6 separate regions of the Mus musculus genome follow, and all the other regions are linked to region 1. The links are chromatin contacts, called in public Hi-C, HiCAR-type and promoter capture Hi-C maps. All regions are on one chromosome and are shown on one strand. The core of a region is the stretch at or near the end of the contact, and the rest is flanking DNA. Distances in the headings are between cores, read along the strand shown.

Evidence for each region. Promoter capture Hi-C pulls out the DNA fragments that hold promoters and counts their contacts. A called contact is a pair of places that touch in the nucleus more often than the background predicts. HiCAR-type assays count read pairs that join an accessible place to other places. Capture Hi-C pulls out chosen DNA fragments and counts their contacts.
Region 2: a promoter capture Hi-C map of pancreatic islet shows a contact between it and region 1, with 4 times the contacts expected there. The contact joins the promoter of Nfkbib here to the promoter of Zfp84 in region 1. A contact is called at or near these places in 3 of 39 promoter capture datasets (liver and pre-B cells), 1 of 484 Hi-C or Micro-C datasets (B cells) and 1 of 9 other capture datasets (pancreatic islet).
Region 3: a promoter capture Hi-C map of second pharyngeal arch cranial neural crest shows a contact between it and region 1. The contact joins the promoter of Fbxo17 here to the promoter of Zfp84 in region 1. A contact is called at or near these places in 5 of 39 promoter capture datasets (cranial neural crest, liver, maxillary cranial neural crest and 2 more).
Region 4: a contact with region 1 is called in a Hi-C map of B cells, with 8 read pairs. The contact joins the promoter of Mrps12 here to the promoter of Zfp84 in region 1. A contact is called at or near these places in 3 of 39 promoter capture datasets (embryonic stem cells, hippocampal neurons and liver), 1 of 484 Hi-C or Micro-C datasets (B cells) and 1 of 9 other capture datasets (liver).
Region 5: a contact with region 1 is called in a HiCAR-type map of astrocytes, with 2.4 times the contacts expected there. The contact joins the promoter of Samd4b here to the promoter of Zfp84 in region 1. A contact is called at or near these places in 1 of 39 promoter capture datasets (liver) and 2 of 115 datasets of contacts at active chromatin or transcription factors (astrocytes and large pre-B cells).
Region 6: a promoter capture Hi-C map of neural stem cells shows a contact between it and region 1. The contact joins the promoter of Rps16 here to the promoter of Zfp84 in region 1. A contact is called at or near these places in 2 of 39 promoter capture datasets (liver and neural stem cells) and 1 of 115 datasets of contacts at active chromatin or transcription factors (pancreatic cancer cells).

The regions. Positions count from the first base shown.
Region 1 is chr7:29,767,301-29,770,041 of GRCm38.p6, forward strand. It overlaps Zfp84 (zinc finger protein 84), which reads left to right and starts at 1,252. Exons shown (of 5, transcript NM_023750.2): 1 at 1,252-1,395. Gm38983 (a long non-coding RNA gene) reads right to left here and starts at 953. Exons shown (of 2, transcript XR_881933.3): 1 at 1-953.
Region 2 is chr7:28,765,373-28,768,072 of GRCm38.p6, forward strand. Nfkbib (nuclear factor of kappa light polypeptide gene enhancer in B cells inhibitor, beta) reads right to left here and starts at 1,272. Exons shown (of 6, transcript NM_001306222.1): 1 at 872-1,272. The coding sequence starts at 1,050. Sirt2 (sirtuin 2) reads left to right here and starts at 1,380. Exons shown (of 16, transcript NM_022432.4): 1 at 1,380-1,495; 2 at 2,260-2,306. The coding sequence starts at 1,480.
Region 3 is chr7:28,715,392-28,718,239 of GRCm38.p6, forward strand. It overlaps Fbxo17 (F-box protein 17), which reads left to right and starts at 1,399. Exons shown (of 7, transcript NM_015796.2): 1 at 1,399-1,647.
Region 4 is chr7:28,740,445-28,743,144 of GRCm38.p6, forward strand. Mrps12 (mitochondrial ribosomal protein S12) reads right to left here and starts at 1,377. Exons shown (of 3, transcript NM_011885.5): 1 at 1,321-1,377; 2 at 1,043-1,110. The coding sequence starts at 1,091. Sars2 (seryl-aminoacyl-tRNA synthetase 2) reads left to right here and starts at 1,524. Exons shown (of 16, transcript NM_023637.3): 1 at 1,524-1,838. The coding sequence starts at 1,572.
Region 5 is chr7:28,434,759-28,437,458 of GRCm38.p6, forward strand. Samd4b (sterile alpha motif domain containing 4B) reads right to left here and starts at 1,433. Exons shown (of 13, transcript NM_175021.3): 1 at 1,380-1,433.
Region 6 is chr7:28,349,385-28,352,084 of GRCm38.p6, forward strand. Rps16 (ribosomal protein S16) reads left to right here and starts at 1,305. Exons shown (of 5, transcript NM_013647.2): 1 at 1,305-1,467; 2 at 1,608-1,709. The coding sequence starts at 1,420. It overlaps AF357399 (snoRNA AF357399), which reads left to right and starts at 2,156; the gene lies at 2,156-2,249.

The sequences.
Region 1 (2,741 bases), core at 2-2,501:
CAGGGCACCAAATCCTCCTTCGTGTAACCCCTGCCACAACATCTGCTCTAAGCCGATTCACGGAGAATTCCTCTGGGAATTCTGTCTAGAAAGGGTCCCAGGAGGTCCCGGAAAGACCAGGAACCTAGAAATCCAAAAAGCGGAATCTGGGTTTCAGGCTGCCGGTAAACCTAGATCTTGTGAGCGAGATATTCTCTTCTCTCTCTCTCTCTCTCTCTCTCTCTCTCTCTCTCTCTCTCTCTCTCTCTCTCTCTCTCTCTCTCTCTCTCTCTTCCCCCCGGAGACAGTCTTCCTAATAAAACTCTGCTTCCACAACAACAAAATCAACCAACAATAACAAAATCCACCAAGACTTGAGGCACAGTGATGCATACTTTTAATCATAGCAAACAGAAGGCAGAGACATGGGCCAGAGTTTGAAGCCAGTATGATCGACATTGAATTCTCATTATATGAGTGAGAATATATATATATATATATATATATATACATATACATACATACATATGGAATTCCATAAAATTTGATCCAACATAAATGTTCATGATTGGCCCAACATAAGTGCTTGGAACAGAACAGACGATGCTCTTAAGAACTGAACCATCTCTCTGTTTATTTTCCTTTATGGACACAGGTCGTTAGGTAACCATGGCTTCAAACTTGTTATGTAACCGAGGCGGGCATTAAAACTCTTGATTCTCCTGCTTCTGCCTCCTGAGTGCTGGGATTACAAACATGCAATGCTCAACCCAGGCTAATGCAGCACATTTAAATTTGTGGCTATCGAGTGGTAAGTAGACTAAATATTCCAGTAAAGATAGGGCGATCTTTGCCCTATCCAGTCGTTCCCAGTCCTAACAGCCTTGTCTCATTCCTTCAGGGAGCTTGGAACACCACACTGGAGAAGCTCTTAAGAGCCCTCATATATCCGACTGTCAATAGCAGGATGAGTTCTTTACCGAGAACGCGGTCTGTGATGTCTTCTGGGAAATGTAGTCCTGAGCTGGATCACTTGCTCGGGTTCTTGCCTCGCTTCTGTAGCTGGAGTAAAGATCCACCCCCACCACAGAGCCGAAACTGCTTAAGTTTCAGAGACTTCAAGCCTTGGATCCTTGGGAAATTCCCCCTTTAGAAAACTAATCGTCCGTTCTCTAGTTTCAACAGATCTCTACTTCCTCTCTCGCACACTGAAACTCTCCTGCAGACTCTAGAAGTAGCACCGCCTTCTGGGAAATGTAGTCCACTATAAATGCTCAGCCACATGGCGGAAGTGGCTGGAAAGAGGTTGTTCCGGATCATCTCAGTGCCCTACCCGACCTAACCCGGTACTGTCCTGGTCGGTATTCGCTGGTCGTCCGAGTTCGAAGCCGTGAGATCGCAGTTTATACTTTTGAAGTGAGTCTGCCCTTGGTTTTAAGTGCTTTGTGTAAATACAGTCCTTAAGGCCTGTATTTGTTGGTCGCTGGCTGCAGGCCGGCTCTAGGGGACCCACCCGGTTTCCGGGATGGCGCTAGAGGCTTAAAGAGGGACTAAGGCGGCGGGAGTGTGACTGCATGGGCGAAAAGGTTTTTGGAGGATGTGGATTGTACAGGAGGGTGAGAGAGAGAGAGTGCGCGAAGTCAGCAGAACGTGGGTAGTAGGTGGTTACCAGATCCTCTAGTCTTGCAACGCAAAGTCGGGGGCGGGAGGTGCGGGACACCATTTATGTCAAGTTTATTTGAAAATTTGGGGGGAGGGGGGAGAAAGCTAAATAGTAGAGACGGTAAGGATTTCTGTGTTCAAGATAGATCAGTTTACCAATCAGCATGACTTTTAACTGTAGTTAGGAGTTAGATATGGTGACCCACATCTATAATTTCAGCACTCGAGCTGCGGAAGCTGGAAGTCAGTGACTTTGAGGACAGCCGTGGGAACATAGTGAGTTCCAGGCTACCGGGACCCACATAGTGAAATCCTGTCTCAGAAACGGATGAGTGTATAGAAATTGTATTTGAAAAAACGTAATTACTGTGGGTTCCTACTTTTGTGTCACACCCTCCGAGTAGCCATTTAGCCTTGTTTAGGGAACTCTTAGAAAATCTTAGCCTCTGTTGACTACCACTAGAGAAGTCAGAATTTGAAGTTCATGATTCTGGGTGATCCACTTCAGGTTCTAAAAAGACAACTTCCTCAGCTCTAGGCTTTTCTGTCAAGAAGCAGACATAGTGAGCACACGGAGTCTCCGTTGTACCCCATCTTCACCCTGTCCAGTTTATAGTTACAAAACTAGTCCTCGGTGTGGTGGGTTTAGAAGGTGGGGGCTTTTTGAAGGTAATTAAATGGGAGTAGTGCCCTGGCTCCCTGGAGCTACCTGCCTTCTCTAGGTGAGAGTGCAGTCCAGAGACTCCATCTGGGGACCGGGGAAATCGGTTTTCACTAGACACCTAATTTGTCAGTGCCACCACAACAGAGAAATAAGTTTGTTATTTATAAGCTAGTCTCTGGTATTTTGTTATAGCAGCTTAAGTGGGCTAATGGACTTTAATACTGCACCTGGCCAGTTCCTGCAGAAATTATTTGAAGTTCCTGAAATGTACTTTGTTTTTTTGTTTACGGTTTCCAGAGAGATCAAGTTCCTTTTTTTTTTTTTGGCTTGGTATGGAGGAATCCACAGAAACGCCTTTCTTCATGACATGAGGAACTCTTCCTACTGTCCTAGTAAAAGGGAGTGTGGGGTGAGATAGAATTGGTTAGTCCTGGGG
Region 2 (2,700 bases), core at 22-2,521, 1.0 Mb before region 1:
GTCACTGGGCATACGCAATAAGCACAAAGGACAAGAAAATCCCGGGTACAATCCCTTAATGCACGCCGTCACCACAACCATCCCTTCTCCCCAGCTTATCTACTAATCAACATTTCCTACTCTTTAACCTTTTTTCAGTCACCCTCTCCTCCTTTTCCTCTTCCCTCCTTTTTGATACTGGGTCCTTCCAGGCTGTCCTCGGACTAGTGATCCTCCTGCCTCAGCCCCTCGAGTGCCAGAATGACAAGTGTGTACCATCACACTCAGCTAAACTAAAACCAGGGATTGGAAGGTGGTAGTTTGGGAGAAGCATTTGGCTAACAGATGAATCTAGCCTCATAGAATAGAGTTTCTACATCTTATGTAGCTCTGGCTGGCAGGGAACTCAATCAGGTGGCCTCAAATTCACAGAGATCCACCTGCCTTTGCCTTCCAAGTGCTGTGAGAGCCATGACACCCACCAGCTCAATTTCTTAACTGCAGGGTCAATACTGGACGTGTCAGCTTCAGAGACTCAGGGCCAAGAACTAGTTTTGAAATCAAAATCTGGCTTATACAAGAATAGCCAAAGACCAAAGACTACATCTGGAAGTAAGAGGTAAGAAGATGTGGGAACTAGAGTGGTCGGAAAGGTTCAGATCCGATTTGGGGATCAGGAGCTCAAATTTATAGAGTTCAAAAAAGGTGAGACACTTGACTGTGTGAAAGCGTACCAGTCTCACAATTTAGTGTTTGGGGGTTAAGGGCCAGGAAGTCCAGCATCGGAAATCAAGAGTTAGGAACGAGACGATACGAAGTCACAGGAATCGTAGGCTAAAGGGGACTCAGGTAAGATCCCAGGGCTCAGTCTAGTAATTTAAGGTTTACTCACGTGTCCCCATCCTCAGTGACGTAGCCAAAGACTAAGGGCGCCCACGACAGCTCTGGGCCAAGCTCTGCGCCCAGACCTGGTCCTCCGGGAGCCGCTGCGTCGGGACCTAGAGAGCCCAGGCCGCTGTCGCACCATTCATCGGCATCCGCAGTTTTCCCCAAGCACGCGACCCCGGCCATGGCCCCAGCCACCTCGGGTGGCCCCCTGTGGTCGCCTGCCTGTCGCTGGGCTCTGCGATGAGCTCCAGTGCTTCCGCCCTATCGGGAATTCCCCAACACGCCCCCTCATATACCCAATCAAAATGTTTTAAATAGCTACACCCCGCCCCTGTACTGCACCACAGCCAATCAGAAAAATGAGGTGGACATTCGCTCGCTGAGTTTCCCCACATTTTCCAGACGCCCTTTATCAATATGGCCGCCGGCGCCAGGCTTTTTGGGATTTGTAGTTTGATAACATGAGAGGCACATTGTACGAAAGCGGTTATGGGGATCGCATTGCCTGCCGGGAGTTGTAGTTCTCTATCCTATCTCGGCCTCTTCTTGTTTCCGCTGCCGTCACGGGACAGAGCAGTCGGTGACAGTCCCGAGGGCCCCCACCCCGTTCCCATGGCCGAGCCGGACCGTGAGTTAGGGGCCCTGTTGGGAGGGTGGGAGGGTCGGGCCGCGCCGGGGCCTGGCTTTGGGCTGCAGGCCCCGGGGCCCGAGGGTAGGCTCGGTGGGGCGGGAGACAGGATCTACCTGAAGGGAGTGGGATTCGGAGGGGTGTTGCTAAGTGGTCCGTATTACTAGGTTGGTTGGTTTCTGGATTGTGAAATGTAAGGGTCCGATTGTCAAGTTCTTAATGATCGCATTTCTCGTACTTTGGCTGCTGAGGACCCTCGTTGCTAAGGACCAAAGTTACCACTATCCCGGTTGCTAAGGTTGTCTGTTGTTAAGGGCAACTGTAGGATGGGTTCCGGGGACCCCTGTGGCCCCTTACTATCTCATTCCTTCAGTTCTTGTGCCTCTCCTAAACCTCCTACCTTCACTGCATCTCCTCTCCCACACTCAACTCTCAGCAGAAGTATCCCTACTTACGTCTCTTGAAAAACTTAGCCCTCCCTCATTCTCTCGACTCGCACATGCTACCATATCCTGCTTAACTCTGAAACCTTCCTTCAGTCCAGTCTCGCCTGCTTTCTCCTCCTAAAGATTCCCCTCCTCAGCCTTTTCACGTCACACATACCTCCACTCTAAAATATGCCTTTTCCCATCTCCGATAGTTTTACTACCATCCCTGACTCTGAAATAATTAGGTTGGTGGGTCCTCTTGTCCTCCACCATTGTGAGCCCTTCTGCTTAACTCTTTCCCCGCACTGTAACCACGTCTGCTCCCCTCCTCCCCAGCCTCTGACCCTCTGGAGACCCAGGCAGGGAAGGTGCAGGAGGCTCAGGTGAGATGGGGAAGGGGTGGAGGGAAGGAGAGACTTGGTTCCACGTGCCGCACTGGGGGGAGGTGGCAAGGGAAGGCTTTTACCCAAGGGCCCTTGGCTTATGGCCCTGATCCCCAAGCCCATCTGGGGATTAGTACAATCTCCTGGGAGAATGGTGGCTTCTTGGGACTGTCAAGGAAAATGTATAGCCTCAACCCCTGGTTCCCTTCCATATCGTCCTCGTTTCCTACTGTTGCCCATCCCATCCTCAGCCCCTTCTGAACCTCATTTGTGCTGGACCTGAAAGAGACGGTTTTCCAGTTCAATCCGCAAACTCAGATCCTATGAGGTGGGGGAAAGGACCCTATAGGGCACGTTATAAAAGTATCGAAGCTGGGTGTGGTGCCAGCCCCCT
Region 3 (2,848 bases), core at 149-2,648, 1.1 Mb before region 1:
GTGAAAGACAAAAGGATCCCTGGGACTTCCAGATTGTTTGAGAGACCCTGTTCCAGAAAAATAAAGTGTATGCCTAGCAAGATGGCTCAGTATATGACGGAGCCTGCCCGACACCCGAGTTCAATCCCCAGAACCCACCGCTGAAGGAAAGATGACCTCTGACCCACACACATGCAACGACACTCCCATGCATGTGTTGCACCTACACACAATAAAAACACATAAAAAAATAAATAAGTACATAGATAAATAATGAAAAGTGATTGACAAAGACCCTGGAAAAGACTGGAGAGATGGCTCAGTGGTTAAGAGCGTTGACTGTTTTTTTTACAGAGAACCTGAGTCTGGTTTCTGCAATAGCTCACAGCCATTTGTAACTCCAAGGCTCACAGCACCCCTGCCTGCCTCTGTGGATACTGCATGCATGTGGTTCACATAGGCACAGGAAGGCAAACACTCATATACATTGTCTTGGTTAGGGTTTCTATTGCTACAATGAAACACCGTTACCAAAAAACAAGTTGGGGAGGAAAGAGCTTATTTGGCTCATACTTCCACATTGCTGTTCATTATTGAAAGAAGTCAGGACAGGAACCCAGACAGAACAGGGACCTGGAGGCAGGAGATGATGCAGAAGCAGTGGAAGGTTGCTCCTTATGGCTTGCTCAGCCTGCTTTCTTATACAACCCAGGACTACCAGTCCAGGGACAGCACCGCTCATAATGGGTTGCTCCCCCCCCCCAATCAATCACTAATTGAGAAAATGCCCTACAGCTGGATCTCATGGAGACATTTTCTTAACGGAGGCCCCTTCCTCCCCGATGACTCTTAGTTGTGTCAAGTTAACACACAAAACCACCCAGTACACACACAAAATGAAAATAAATAATACATCTAAAATAATAACAATAGCTGAGAAGTACTGTTATCTGCCTTGGAGCCTATCACTCAAGAGGCAGAGGCAGGGGGATCTTTGTGAGTTTCAGGCCAGCCTGATCTACATAGTGTTCCTGGATAGCTACATAGTGGGTGGGAGATGGGTGGTGGTGGTAGTGAATATATAAGTAAATAAATAAATTTAAGGAGTCATGGGGGGGGGGCGTCGCTGATCTTCCTGGAGGGGAAGGGTTCGCTTAAGCTGAACAGCTGAGTAGCGATTGCTGCGGAGCCCGCGTGTTGAACGGTTCTGCTAAAGACGGATTCTGCTTCCAAGAACCGATCCTGTCTCTGCTTTCATTCTCTGGTTTCAAATCTGCGGTCAGAGCCACAGCTGAGCCTTTCGCTAGGGACCAAAGAATTTACCCTGACGACGGTGTTAGGAAAAGCTGCCTGGGGCGGAAGAGTGGGGCGGGGCGGGTCTCAGGGAAGGGGGCAGGGGAGGTGCCCGGGGTGTCCACCAGGGGATTGGCAGCCACGTTTCAGGGACAGGCGGCCTAGCTCGGCGGCCCTGGGCCGGGCTCACTCAGGCTGCAACGTTGCCCGGTGGCCCCGGGATCCTGAGCATAGAAGAAGACGGTCCACTAGGACCCCAGATCACGGGGCTGACTTCCCGGACCTCGGGTTACTCTTCGACTGCCTCCAGCGCCGGGTAGGGATTGGATCTTCCCCGCCAACTCAGAGCAGGCCGCCCGGTGAGCTCCCGGACAGGTACGGACCTGGGATGGGACTCGAGGGTCGTGTCCAAACCAGCGGCTGGAGCAGTCTGGAGAATGGAGGAGTCTCTCCACTGGCTCTGTGTGCCCCTCCCCGCCCCCAACCCACCCCACCCCAGGGACGCAGTCTCCAGGAGTCTGTACATCGTTTCCCAGACTCTTCCCTTATGCAGTGCACTCTTACACTGAGCTAGCTGTACACGTGCAAGTTGCAAAGCTACAAGTCCCACTGAGAAGACTTTACATTCCGTGTGTGTGTGTGTGTGTGTGTGTGTGTGTGTGTGTGTGGTTTTTCTTTTTCTTTTCTTTTGTACCTCTGACTGGCCTTGCTATGTAGCCCAGCCTGGCCTTGTACTCAGAGATCCCCCTGCCTCTTCCTCTTCAGTACTGGGACTAAACCCGTGCGCAGCCACACCCTACTATTTTTTACTAACATTTAAGATAGCATACAAAGTAGTGGGCTTCATTTCCCACGTTTCATACATACTTTGTTTTTATGGAACTAGGTCTACCGGGTCGATGGTGGCAGGAAAAAGTGCCTGCCGCCAAGCCTCCTGGTGATTCTCAAGACTCAGAGTTAAAGGCGAGAATGGAGACCCACGTGTTGTCCTCTGACCCACACACTAACACGCATACACATCAAACACTTGCGCAACAATAACATCTTACTTTTTATTTAAAATCAAATTTAAAAAAAAAAAAGAAGAAAAGGTTCTCCCAGCACCCCCTCTCGCAGCTCTACCCATGTCCCAAATAGCCAACCGAAAAGGGGGAAAAGAAATAGCCAGCCCAGACCAACATGTAGGCCCTGGGCCGCGGCTGGATCACTCTGGCTGGCAGCCCCTTTGCAGAATGCGTGCTTCAGGGTCTCAGGCTGTTTCCTGACTTAGCTACATTGATGCATTTCAGCTGTGTTTATTCCTTTCCGTGTAACGTTTGTTCTTCTGAGTTCATTTCTTCAGTTTATTCCACTCCCTGTCTTGGAAGTATAAATAACACAAATCTGATTTTAGTGGTTTGTTTTGTTTTGTTTTGTTCTGTTTTTCGCCAGTAGCCCTGGCGGTCCTGGAACTCGTTCTGTAGACCAGGCTGGCCTCGAACTCAGAGCCTGCCTCTGCGCAAATCTGATTTTAAACAATGACCGTGTGCTGACTAGTTTTATGTCAAATTGACACAAGCTAACATCACTTGGGAAG
Region 4 (2,700 bases), core at 127-2,626, 1.0 Mb before region 1:
TACACACATTCATACAGGGGCTGGAAAGATACCTCAGTGGTTAAGAGCACTGGTTGCGGGCTGGCGAGATGGCTCAGAGGGTAAGAGCACTGACTGCTCTTTAATCCCAGCACTCCGGAGGCAGAGGCAGGCGGATTTCTAAGTTCGAGGCCAGCCTGGTCTACAGAGTGAGTTCCAGGACAGCCAGGGCTACACAGAGAAACCCTGTCTCGAAATACCATGTGAATGGAATACCCAATGCCTGCCTCCCTCAGAACACTGTGTACAAACCTGATGTCTGGGCAATGTCTAGGAACATAAAAGTTGTCCTCCAATGGGTGGCCCGTCTTAGAATTAGAAAAATAGCACGTGAATGAATAACTAAACTTCTTCTTCTTCTTTTTTTTTTTTTTTTTTTGGTTTTTTGAGACAGGGTTTCTCTGTGTAGCCCTGGCTGTCCTGGAACTCACTTTGTAGACCAGCCTGGCCTCGAACTCAGAAATCTGCCTGCCTCCCGAGTGCTGGGATTAAAGGTGTGCGCCACCACTAAACTTCTTAGCTTGGCCTTCTCACCTGTAGGGGGTGATCAATAAACACTGAAGGAATAAACACTACTGAGAGACACCTAAGCAGGGAGACATGCCAAGAAAGGAGCATTTGTTGGTATGATTGTTACACGGACATCGAGAGTGCACTTACACAAACTAAGACAGAATATCACCAGGCAATGCAATCTCAGGGATTCACCGCTATCGATGCAGGGGAGCCATGACTAAGACTGACTTAAACTCTAAGAACACAGGACCTTCCCACCTCCTGCCCCCTGAGCCGGGAGCGTGGTAGAAAACGCCTGTAACTCCAGAACTTGGGAGATTGAAGCGGTAGTCAGGAGGTCAAGGCCATCCTGTCTACAAAGTGATTTGGAAGTTGACCTGGACTACAGTGAAACCCTGTCTCCAAAATAGAAAAGGCACCGTGCTTAAAGATGATACCATCCGAAATCTGGCAAAAACACGCAAATGCCAGGGAGCTGTCCTCGTCCCTGTGGCCCATGCTCACTTACCACGACTGAGGGACGTGGTGAGGCCATAAAGAAGGCCGGGCCAGGACATCTCGCCGCCTGCAGCGTCCCTGTATTAGGAGAGAAGACATTCAGAAAGGAGGTTGGGACCAGAAACCCACTCTCAGAGCCTTCTAGAATCTCCTCTAAAACAGAAAGTCCCCTCGCAAATTCAGTCTCCTTCTGAGTAGGCCCCCAAGGACCCAACCGCCCTTGCCCGGATACTGGAAGGGGAAACTGAGGAGAGAGGAGAGATCTGGATCACAGATAACTGCACCCACCTCACCAACCTAGCGGGGTCGCACACACGCCAACCCCTACCTCCAGCCCCTTCCGGGGTTCCTCCTTAGTGATTGGCTAGATCTTTCCTGCGTCACTGAAGGGACGGGACAAGGATGACGATTGGACAATAACAGATTCTAGCTGAGTTCCATTTTCCTCATTGGAAGGGATTCTGAAGCCTGGGCGGGAAATCTCCTTGCGCGTCTGATTGGCTCGTCCATGATGAGTGACTTCTTGTTTCCACTCCAAGATGGCTGCGTCCATGGCGCGGCTTTGGTGGCCTTTCCTGGCTCGCCAGGGGCTCCGGTCCCGAGGACGCTGCGTGTGCAGCCAGAACCCAAGGAGGAGTTTCGCTACGGAGAAACGAGTCCGGAACCTCCTGTACGAACACGCACGAGAGGGCTACAGCGAGCTTCCCTACTTGGACATGGAGTCGGTGTGCGCATGCCCAGAAAAAGCCGCGCGCTCCCTGGAGCTCCGCAAGGGGGAGCTGCGGCCGGCCGACCTGCCTGCGATTGTGAGTGCGCTTGCGCCCTGAGGGAGCAGGATGCTTTACAGAACTGGGTTTACCAGATGCATTCCAGTTGTGGGAAAAACTACTCAACAGGAATTTGGGTTCCTTCCCAAGTTAGGCAATGTCTTGTGCATGACACCCACTTAGGTGCCAATGATCTAGGGAGAACTGAGGCCCTATTGAACGTCGTGGATGCCTTCTGTGACCTACATGCCCTTTTGCATGCATTTCATAATTCGACAGTTGGTATCTACTGTACTCCCAGAACCTAAATACCATTGTCTTCTGTACTCAAACTTCGTGCCGGGCTCACCCTTAGGCCACAAAGAAAAATGAGGAGGGAGGTGTGAATCAGAGGGAATTTTGGAGACAGAGCTTTGCATCCTGCTATAAACATCCTGATGGAGTTGAATGGATAAATACCTGCTAAACAGATATTTAAGGTATATCTGTTCATGTATTTATGATCCAGAGGTTAAGACTATGCGCCATAATTCTACCTTATAGGGAACTAAAATTGGGGGTCTCCATGCCGGTAGTGAATTCCGAATGTAATAGATGAATCTTCCCAACTCTGTTGCCTTGATAAAACACCATGAACAAAGCAACTTACAGAAGGATTTATTTTGGGCTTGGTAGGGAATGGCAGAATAGCAGCAGGTCACAGAGCAGTAAGCTGACAGCACACATCTTTAACCACAATCATGAAGCACAGACCTCAAACTAGATGCAGGACGAGGCTTTAAGCTCTCAAAGCCCACCTCCAGGAACATATTTCCTCCAGCAAGGCCACGCCTCCTAAGCCTCCCCAAACATCACCAGCCACTGATCATTTGACCATGTTCAAATGTCAGGATATGGGGGA
Region 5 (2,700 bases), core at 183-2,682, 1.3 Mb before region 1:
CTAGAGAATTGGGGGTGGGGGAGATTCTGAGGAAGAGATAGCTAGAAAAGTCTTTTAATAAGAAAGTCTGAGAAAAAGAAAGAACTAAAGGCCATCTCAGGGTTACTAAGTTCTGTGATGCATGGGGGTCCTGAAAGCTGTAGCTTAGAGGGGTGTTTCAGTATTGTAAGGAAGAGTGTCAGAAAGTTTACCAAAGGCTAGAAAGGGAGTTTCAAATTTTCAGGTTATCCAAGAAAAGTTTGAGAAGAATAGAGGCTATGAGGAAACTTTTTTGGAGTCCGTACACTATTCTTAAAACATGTGGTGTGTGTTACTGGAAAGGATTTGGGATACAGAAGACAGGCTTTGGAAGAGGTTTTGGGAATATGAGAGGAACTCTGGAGATTTTCAAGATTAGAAGGTGTAGAGGCTGAGGAGAAAAGGGCTGGGGTACATGAGATTACCTCTAGAGCATTCCAAGCTGGGGAATATTTGTGTAACATGAGTTTGGAAATCTATAGAAGGGTCTAAGAAATATGAGAAGAGGACAGGGCGTATATAGGAGGTGGAAGCAAAGAGAGGAGAGGAGAGGGTCCTCTAGGTGAGTTTTGGCATCTAAGAGCACTTCCTGAGTATCTGAGGACGACTGTTCTGGGATATGCAAGCTCTTTAAGGATGATGTAGTGTTCACCAGGGACATCCTGAAGAATTTGGGGATAAGAGTGAAAATCTCTAAGACTTTTGGAATGGGGAGAGGTAGAAGGGTAAATTCTTGGGGGTATTTGAAGAAGTCTGAAGGAGAGATGACTTGAATATGTGATGCAGATGGGGGGGGGGTTAGATGCAGAGAGTATCTGGGGGCGGTTTAGGGGCTTTAAGGTTCTTCCTGGGGGAGATGCCTGGAATATCTGTGCTGTGAAGACAGATGACGAGTAGCCACCAAGGAATGTGTTGCGATTCAGGAGGAAGATGTGAGGAGAGAACCAAGGACCAAAGGGCGGGGATCCACAGGGAGCGTCCCCAGAGGAGGCAGTTGAAAGCTGAGGGTGGTCTCCGGGGAGGCCGCTGGAGTCGTGCGGGAGGACCAGGCAGATGTGTGCCGAGTCAGGACAGAAGTCCCCGGGCCCGGCCCCTCGGCTAGCCCCAGGGCGTGACGGTTTGGGAGGGAAACTGAGGAAGGGGCCCGGGTAGGGAGAAACGGGCTGAGTGCGGAACCCTAAGGGGTCCTCCAGGATCCTCCGGCCTCCCGAGGCCCGAGTCAGCCGCCCGCCGCAGCCCGCGGCGCGGGGTCCCTGAGGGGGCGGGGCCGGCCGCGCGGCCTGGGTCGCCCTGAGGGGAGCGCCGCGCGCCTCGACCGCCGCCGCCCCGCGCCCGCCGGCCCGGCCTTGCCCGAGACTCACCGCCTCGGCCTCCGCCGCCGCCGCCGCCACCCGCACCTCCTCGGGCAGCCGCCGCCACCCGCGCCGCTGCCGCCGCCGCCGCCGCCGCCGTCGCCCCCTCTCTGGCCCGAGAGCTCCCCTCCCTCCTCCCGCACCGACCACCGCCGCCGCCGCCGCCGCCGCCGTCGCGCTGCGTCACCGCGCCGTGCGTCACCGCCCCTGGCCCCGCCCCGGAGGGCCACTGTGCGCCAGCATTAGCTCACACCCTATTGACAGACGGTGAGCCCAGCCAACTGGCGGCGAGGGCAGACCGAAGGGTGGGAGGTGTGCGGCAAGAAAGGCGGGGTCTTGGCCTGGAGGGGAGCGACAGGGCTGGAAGGAGGCCTGAGAGGCCCGCCCCCTCCTCACTACGATTGGTCTGACGAGAAGGTGACGGACAGACGGACAGGCCCCGGGCGGAGAGCAGAGGGCCGGGAAGAGGAGGGGCGCGCGCCGCGTTGCCCCGGGCAACGGTCTGGCGAAGCCCGCGATTGGACCTACGGACCCGCAGGGGGCAGTCTCGCGCCGGTCTAACTCAGTAGCGGCGAACCCAGTCACAATTCCTCATTCTGGCGTTCAAGGACCCCCTCCTCTCCGCCCCTCGGTCACACCCCGCCCAGGGTTTGTGTCCGGTAGTACCATCGCCCTTTGGGATGACAATGCTGCCTCCTGGCTCCTGGTATCGATCGGCCGCGCCTCAAGTGACACCTCAAGATGAGCGAGGTCGACCCTTTAAGGGTGGAAAGAGATAAGACCCCACACATAAGAGGCTGTCAATAAATGGAGATTGCTTCCATCACTCTTGTCGTGATCTTAGTCCATCCACAAACTGTCCTGCGCTGGGGTGAACTGACTGGAAAGGGGCCGGCTCTCCAGAAGGGTGACAGCAACGTGGCTTGTTCCGAGAACTCCAAGAAATACAGTCAGGGTGGAGTGTCGAATTTACGACAGGGAGTGGTAGGAAATGAGCTGCGGCTAGATGTTTGGCCACTGGAGGGAGTATGCACTTGTGCTAAAGGCACAGCGACTAGAGTGACGGGGCCAGTAAGGTCTTGGGGACTTGGGAGTTTGGAAGGGACGCCTCTAGCTTACATAGGGAAGTGGGGTGAGAAGGAATGAGACACAGAAGAGAGAACCCAGGGAGCTACCTGGGGAGTTGGGGCGGGGTTGCATCTGGAAGGGACCTTGGGGAGGGAGGAGGTGCGAAGTAGGCGGGACACTCAGGTGGCCCATTGAACTAGCCTTTTGCCACTGGCTGGCCACAGGGCGGAAGAGAAAAGTCCAGGACAAAGCCCTCTGGGAG
Region 6 (2,700 bases), core at 55-2,554, 1.4 Mb before region 1:
TTGGGCATTTCGCTAGCTAGTTTCTTTTCTTTCTGAAGCAGGGTCACATGTAGCCCAGGCTGGCCAGATATTCATAATGAGGAGAGGATGGCGTCGGGATTCCTCCTGACCCTTCCTCCTCCTTCCAAGTGTTAGTGTTACAGGTGCACATGACCATACCTAGTCTTTTTGTTGACAACTCTGCCTTCCAAATGTCTCCACATCCCTTAATGTCCTCCACACCCTGTGCTGCAAGAGAAACTGAGGCAATCCTGAGAAGCTGTTGCCCAGTGACTTAGAACAATTCTGGGGTGGGTACTATGGAAAAGTTAAAAGCTGGTTTTCCTCAGGTTGGTAGGCTGGAGAATTCTGTGGAGTAAACACATAGAGCGGAGGGTTTAGAGGAGCATTACGGTCACTTGGAAGTTGGAAAGATGGTGGTTAAAAGCACTAACTGCTTTTCCTAGAGAGGACCTGAGTTTGGTTACAGGTACACAAGTTGGGTGTGGCTCAGACACCCTGTAACTACATTTCCAAGGAGATTGGAGGCCTCCCTCGGGAACCTGCCCTCGAAAAAAGTATTAAATCTTAAAACAAGGCTACTTGGAGGATTCTGGATAATGATCTAAGATAACTGCCCTGAAGACAGGTCCTGAGGGTAGTTCTCTAGGGGAGGGTCAAGCTGGGAGAACAATGTCCCTGGAGCAGTTGCTGGGGAGAGGAGCCACCAAAGAGGTAGTTAATTTTGGCAGCGAAAGCAGGCGAAGGCCCGAGTCTGTGAGGAAAAAAAACGTATATAAGGCACAACCAGAAGGCAAGAGAAGTTTATTTAGGAGAGCGCTGGAAAGGGCTTTTAAGGGGTCAGGTTTCCTGGGAAGAAGAGGAAGGCAATTCTGGTGAAAGGCTGATTCGCGACGGGGGATCGTAAGGGCTAGGAAAGAGGGTTCTGGAGGCAAGATTCTGAAAAGCCAGCTTGACTTAGCATAGTGGATGCGGGAAGACTCCGATGGGATGGGGATCCTGGGAAAGGGTGGGAGGAAGAGGGTGAGAATCGGCCTGGAGAAGCGCCGAAGGAGAGCATCGAAGAGCAGGAATGTCTATAAGAACTGGCCGAAAGTCAAGACCAAGGCTGCGGAAAAGCAATGGAAAAAGGAGGCCAGCCCCATCTTCCGAGTTCTGGACGGAGTCCCCACCCTCCGGGTCCCGCACAGCTCCGCCCCTTCCCCTCCGACACCGCCCCCTCCCTTGCCTGAAGGCGTTCCCGCCGCAATTCACACGTCCCCTCTCAGGCTTCGACGTCAGCCGTAAAGCCCGCTTCTGTCGTGACGTAGCACTCAATGCGCCTGCGCAGACCCTGAAAAATCGGCTGGGTTGGCCCCGCGCTTCCCTTTTCCGGTCGCGGCGCTGCGCGGTGTGGAGCTCGTGCTTGTGCTCGGAGCTATGCCGTCCAAGGGTCCGCTGCAGTCCGTGCAGGTCTTCGGACGCAAGGTGTGCCAGGGGCGGCATAGAAAGAGGTGGGGGTGGGGAGGGGGGTGAGAAGGCCCTGGCTGGGTGACATGATGAGCTGGGGCCCGCTGAGCCAGGGTCCCGCGCTCACACGGCCCCGCCGTCTCCCTCGCCCTTCACAGAAAACAGCCACGGCTGTGGCCCACTGCAAACGGGGAAATGGGCTCATCAAGGTGAACGGACGTCCCCTGGAGATGATCGAGCCGCGCACGCTGCAGTACAAGGTGTTGGGGTCGGGCATGGGCGTCCGGGTGGCGAGACGGAAGGGAAGGCCCCGGGATGATAGGGAGTTGAGGTGGGGGAAGGAGGATGGCTTACCTCGCGGTAGACCTTAACCTGGGCTCGGGAAAGATGAAGTCGGAGCTGGTAAAATACATGAAAACGTGGCCTATTCTATAACCTCGAAGCTCTCCAGATGCGAGGGGCCCGTGGCCAGGAGAATAGCACAGTGTATCCGACCTAATTGACGATTTCTGGTCTAGAAGTATGAGTTTACAGCTCATGTGTATACTCCTAGCTCCTTGGAGGATAGCATACTACGAGTTACGAATCCAAAGCGCCGCCGTTTAGGTCAGCATGGGGCTACAACGTGGAACCTTGAAAAATACAATAGGAGTCCTCTGAAGTCTAACATTGGTAGCACTTGTATGGGTTTTTGTTGAACTAGTGGGCAAAAACTGGAAAACAAGTGCAAGAACAAATCCTCTTTTGCAACCCAGAACTCATTGTTGTATGAGTTTTGGTACATGTAAGAAGGAATATCATACCTTGCAGACAATGCATTCTAATGGTAGTGTTGATGTTAATGCCACTAGACCCCCGTGCTTAGTCTAATCCAAGTCTGTCAGGTGACTAAAAAGGACAGTCTGTCAGTTTATTTGAACGATTGGTGTGTGTACCCTGTGTTGTGAATTGGGCCAACACCAGTGATGGAGGTGGCTCTAGGCCTGCCACTCGGGGAGCTTCTGGATAGACTGGTCCTAGGTATTGGACAAATTTGATCCAAAGAGAAGATGGAATGACCACTGTGAGAACAGTGGACCTGTCTGACCTTGCTTCCTGTTTGGGGAAGTTCATAGTTGCCTGTCACTCCATGATTCCAGCTCCTCGGTGTCTCAGGCCCTCTTCTGGTCTCTATGGGCACATATACATGGGACTCTGAGGGGCACAGGGATCCTAGGATAGGCTGCCTCCTTGATTCTGGTGATGGTGGGA